2 separate regions of the Rattus norvegicus genome follow, and region 2 is linked to region 1. Evidence: chromatin contacts called from public Hi-C data. All regions are on one chromosome and are shown on one strand. The core of a region is the stretch at or near the end of the contact, and the rest is flanking DNA. Distances in the headings are between cores, read along the strand shown. Region 1 has its middle 32 kb from the start of Rgs9. Region 2 holds the start of Gna13 (G protein subunit alpha 13).

What was found. Hi-C and Micro-C count contacts between places; a contact is called where the count stands out from the background.
Region 2: a Hi-C map of the A7r5 cell line shows a contact between it and region 1, with 1.8 times the contacts expected there. The contact joins the promoter of Gna13 here to the enhancer-like site in region 1. A contact is called at or near these places in 4 of 12 Hi-C or Micro-C datasets (the A7r5 cell line, frontal cortex, liver and 1 more) and 1 of 1 datasets of contacts at active chromatin or transcription factors (oligodendrocytes).

Annotation. Positions count from the first base shown.
Region 1 is chr10:94,800,977-94,803,676 of GRCr8, reverse strand. No RefSeq gene overlaps it. Among named protein-coding and RNA genes, the nearest start is that of Rgs9, 32 kb to the right of the region's middle. Within about 2 kb of position 1,441, at least 16 of the 93 cell types and tissues checked have an H3K27ac peak or open chromatin away from gene starts, as enhancers often do. A contact at or near this core is called in the A7r5 cell line, where this site is marked.
Region 2 is chr10:94,836,118-94,838,817 of GRCr8, reverse strand. Gna13 (G protein subunit alpha 13) reads right to left here and starts at 1,362. Exons shown (of 4, transcript NM_001013119.1): 1 at 1,080-1,362. The coding sequence starts at 1,362. It overlaps LOC134480892 (a long non-coding RNA gene), which reads left to right and starts at 1,972. Exons shown (of 2, transcript XR_010055858.1): 1 at 1,972-2,700.

The DNA.
Region 1 (2,700 bases), core at 192-2,691:
GTTATAAACCGTGGGCACTCTTTTTCTCCCCCCCCCCCCCCGGGAGCTGAGGACCAAACCCAGGGCCTTACCACTGAGCTAAATCCCCAACCCACCGTGGGCACTCTTATACCACCGTTAATGGTGCTAATAATAGTAGTAACAACTCAGGCTGGAGAGATGACTCAGTGGTTAAGAGCACCGACTGCTCTTCCAGAGGTCCTAAGTTCAAATCCCAGCAACCACATGGTGGCTCACGACTGTCTGAAGTGAGATCTGAGGCCCTCTTCTGATGTGTCTGAAGACATCGACAGTGTACTCACATACATAAAATAAATAAATCTTTAAACAAATAGTAGTAACAACTCAGATTTATTCAATCTTTACCTATTTATCTTCCCCTAATAACTCTGCTCTATTATTATTAGTGAGCTGTATTTTATTTTATTTGTTGTTTTTGTTGTTGGTTTGTTTGAGATGGGGTCTTATGCAGCCCAGGTTGGGTTTAAACTGCCTACGTAGCCGAGGTTGGTTTTCAGCACCTGTCTTTCCTGTTTCCAACTCTCAAGTGCTGGAATACAGATATACATCGATACACTCAGCTGACTATTTTGTAGAATTGGAATTAAGGTGCAGAGAGGTTAATTAGCCCAAATCTCACAGACTGATGGTAAAAAGCAGCTAAAATTTAACCTGATGATGGTAGAACCTATGGTCCTACCTTCATTTATAACTCCAGCAGTCCTCATACTGTGTGTGTGTGTGTGTGTGTGTGTGTGTGTGTGTGTGTGTGAGCGCCGCGCGCGCGCGGGCACGTTATTAGGTATGATCATGAGGAGGGGTGTGGGAAGGAAAAGATTCCCAAAAGGGGCTTGGGAGTATGGCTTTGTGACTTCGTGGATGAGCGTGCAGTTAGCATGCAAGAGACTCTAGGTTCAGTCCCTAGTACCAGGTAAGACGGGAGTTGGTGTGAGGGTGGGGTTGGGCTGTGGTGAGGTGTAGGATGAGCTCCAAGAGCTAAAGGACAAACATTACTAGGAATTCAGCACGTGCCAGACCTATTTCTGTTTAGAAACACGTTTTTCTCCGTGAGCTTCGAAGCAGGACCAAACAAAGCCTCTTCCAGAAGGCGCAGCCATTATTCGTGGTCCTTGCTGGAGCTCCTACACCTAGGTAGTAAATCCAGGGGTCAAGGGCCTATGGGCCGGTGAGCCACCCTGGCAGGCGCGTGCCATTGCCGTTTCCTGACTTTTCTCAGTTTAGAAGAGAATATAAACTATTAGAAAGTTTAAGTAATGGCTAAAGGTCACTCAATGACTTGGGAACAGGCTCACCAGGGATTCAAAGTCGGTTCACATATCGCTTTCACTTTCTCAGACTTCAGTGGTGGGGCTCAACAGTCAACCCTCTTTGACTGTTTTGCTTCCTTACAGGGTCCAGGTGGAGCCACATGTCGCCCCCTGGTGGTAGTTTGAGTCTGTGCAGGGCATCCTAAAGTGCGCGCGGCGCCGCGAGCTGATTGGCTGGCGTGGATTCGAGGAGTTTTGCAAATGCTGATCTTAGGGCCCCAAGGTGGCAGCCACAGCCCTGCCCCTCAGGGTTCAAGTTCAGACTGGGGCGGGACAAGCTGCCTTGTGAATTTGGAGGGTTTCCGGTCTCCTATTCACGTTGTGGTCGTGCATTCATCCTGGATTCAGGATGACGGTCAGACACTCGAAGGTGGCTGTACTGTCCTCACTTGGCCCTCCTGGCAGGTGGGTGGGGATCTACTTCGTGGAATGTCCAAATAAGATTGGGTTAGGGCAGAGGGCTTCCCCCTGGGTCTATCCTCCCTTCCTGATGGTACTGACTGGTAGTATCGCGATAAAAACACTGGATAGGTTTCCAAAGGTGCCTCCTGGCCCTGAAGAATCAGGACCCGCTGGGCAGAATGTGGGAAAGACAGAGCATACTGCCAGCCTCAGAGACAGGTACCCAGACACCCACGTGCTAATTTCATAGCACCCACATGTTGCCATTTCTGGCTGTGTGATATTTGAGAGTAAAAACATGGTTCATACCTTGACCACAATATCCACAAAGCTCAGAAGGCCGTGGTCACCATCTTCCTCTTGCTGGATCAACTTGTTTGGGTTTAAGTCTAAAGGTCAGGTCCTCACACCAACCTCATCTTGTGCTATTTCCTCTTAGTTAACCCTTGTCCTCACGGACCAGGGAGGCGGTGAGGAGTGAAAGGCTTGTGACTGCTTGCTTTCTTCCTTCCTTCCTTCCTTCCTTCCTTCCTTCCTTCCTTCCTTTCTTTCTTTCTTTCTATTTATTTTATGTATATAAGTACACTCTAGCTGTCTTCAGACACACCAGAAGAGGGCATCAGATTTCATTACAGACGACTGTGAGCCACCATGTGGTTTTGACTGGGATTTGAACTCAGGACCTCTAGAAGAGCAGTCAGTGCTCTTAACCACTGAGTCATCTCTCCAGCTCATGACTGCTTTCTTAAAGCTGACCCAGGCTAACGTGACCCATCTAAGGCAGCTTAAAGGTGCCCAGCCTTGAGTGATGTAGACTGATTGTGGACTGGGTCCCACAACAAAGACCGTTAGGTGTCCCTCATCTAATGTTTTGTGGGTGAGTCAGGCTCTGTGGGCCAGCCAGCTGCCAAGTTGGAGCCAGGCAGTATAGATGCTGTTAGCATCTGCCCTGAGCGCACCCCCTCCCTCC
Region 2 (2,700 bases), core at 113-2,612, 35 kb before region 1:
CCAAGATTTAATAGGGTGACTCCTCGACCCCTCAGAAATCGGCTGCTGTGCCCCAATCCTGCCAACTTCTCTTACACAGAAAATATTTGACACTAAAGGGGAAAAAAGGGCGATTCTTTTAAATGACAAAATAAAAAGCCACCTCCGCGACTTATCTGAACACTAAGGAATACTTTGTGTGGTTTTCACTTAGGAACAGTCTTTAAAACACTGTTCAACAGGATTTGTAAAGCCCATCATCCAACTCAATGCATATTCCCCGCCTCTCACTAACTTGTCTTGGATGGTCTTCTAAGACTTTTATGCCAAAGGGTCTTTATATTTAAACATGAATTCGTTTAAGCATTGGTAACGATGCCGTTTTTCTCCTGCCTCAAGTTATTAAGCAAAAAGAAAAAAAAGTGTGCAACATGTTGGGCTGTAATTACAAACATCCTGTAGCAATGAGCCGATAAAACCACTGGCGCTATTTTTTTTAATAGACTTTCCTGATGCCAGTTCAGTAAACGCGAGTTTCATACTCTTACCTCAAAAGGCTCTAGAGGCTGTCACTCTATGCCCTTGACAAGAGTCTCAGGGCAAAAAAAAGTTTCCTCATTACGACCGTTCCAGAACTTGCTTAAGTCAAGAGGTGGCCTAGGACGCCCAGAGCTGTAAGGGTGACAGACCGGGTTACTAGAGTCACCCACTCTGGACGGGCAAATAAGGGAAGAAGAATAGAACCTAAAGCTACTGATGGGTGGTCGTGCCTGGAGTTCAGGGAGGACACAAGTTGCCCCGCTGCCCCGAGTCACTCTGCTCGCCGCACTTCCCTCTCGGAGGGGGCGAGGCCAGCCGCGGAGTGCGGGGCCGACCGTGACCCTCACTGGGGTAGCACGGGGAGGGGGCGGGGGGACAGCAGGGCGTCCCGGATCGAAGGGACTCGGGCACCGCAGCGCACAGGACGGTGACCGAGGCGCGCCCACAGGATTGCCCGTCCGATCTGGTCTGGTTCGGTCTCCTCAGACTTGGGACCGGCGGGTGAGGGCGGTGCCCAGCCCGGCTCCCCTGGGGTCCCCAAGCCCCGCCGCGCCCCGCACCTTTGATCACGTTGCTGTAGATGGTGGGGCGGAACTCCTCGCGCGCGCGCTGGTCGAAGTCCTGGCCGTGGATGATCCGCATCTGCTTCAGGAAGGTGGACTTGCCGCTCTCGCCCGCGCCCAGCAGCAGGATCTTCACCAGCCGCTTCACGTAGGTCTTCTCCCGCGACAGGCATTTGTCGATCTCCTTGGACTTGCGCTGCTGCTCGGCCTCGCCGTTCGTCAGCACGCAGCCCGGGAAGCACACGGACAGCACGGAGCGCGACGGCAGGAAGTCCGCCATCTTGCCGCCGCCGCCGCCTCGGCGGGCCCCTGCGGCTCCTCCACCTCCTCCTCCGGCAGCGGGTGGCTCCGGCAAGGCGGCTGGAGGGCGGGGAGCGCAGCGGCGGCCCGAGCGCGCCCGGGGAGGGAGGGAACCCGAGGACTGACTCGCCAGGGCGGGACGCGCCGGCCGGGGGAGGGTGGGAGGGAAGGAGGGCGGGCCCGGGGAGGGGCGGCGGCCCTCTGGGCGTGCGCGCGCCCGCCGCCTGCCGGGTGCGCGCACGCAGGCACGCAGCGGGGGCTGGGGGGGGCGGCGCGAGTCACGCGCTCGCTGGCCTGGCTGAGGCCAGGAGCGCGCGCGGAGAACTGCGGAGTCCGGGGTCACGTGGGCCAACCTGGGCGCGCGCGCGCCTGCGGATCCAGAGTTTCTGTTTCCCTTTAGTGCCACCGTTTCCCGGAGCCCCGAGGCGAGTAAGCAAAGCCCATCCAGACCCCTTTCCGTTAAGGCATCCTTATCTCTACAGTTTCCACTGCTCTTTCCCATAGTTCCTCGCCCGCCGCTTACTGTCACCTTCACGCGACCATTGGCTGGGACATCCCTGCACGGACCAGGGCATTCGTTACATTTTGCCTTTTTTTTTTTTTTTTTTTAAATTCTTGAGACAAGTTCCCTGCGGCTGTAGCTGGCTTAAATCTGTGACAATTGTCTTATCTCAGCCTCCCTGTCTACTTCTGGTATTACAGGCCGGCCAGGGCTTTATTTCAAGCTCGTGCACTTAATTAGCAGCGGTCACCGCCTCCCCCCCCCACGGCCCTCACCCTACCCCTGCCATCCTAACCATCCCGAAGGATAAGTAGATGTCGGATGTCCTTATTGATCAACACCTCTTCCTAGCAGCTCAGGGCACTATTGATAACCTGCCCTGGCTGGCTCACTAATGTGGATTCCCAGCCGGGCTGCATTTGTGACTTGGGTAATGCCTGCTGAGGTCAGTGAATGGTGGAGAGGGTGAGGTCATGTTGAAAATCCCCCTAAACCGGACACTATGATGCGATGCTCATTCTTCCCAAGGAAGCAGATAAGCGTTCAGCCTAGGACTGCGGCAGGCACATTTTAGGTTTCCTGCCAGACTTCAGAGGATATGACAGACAAGAAAAATTTTTTTTTCTGTCACACCAGCAGATCAGGCCTAACACCTGAAAAGACTCCCAGGGAACACGTGACAAGTGACATCTGAGTGACTGTGTAGCAAAGACCTCAGAAGCCAACTTCTTCATTCTTTGTCAGTTTCAAAGGGGAAAGGCGGTTTGATGCCTGTCTGGTTTTGCTCCTGGGTCCTGGCTTGTGCGCAACTTGGGA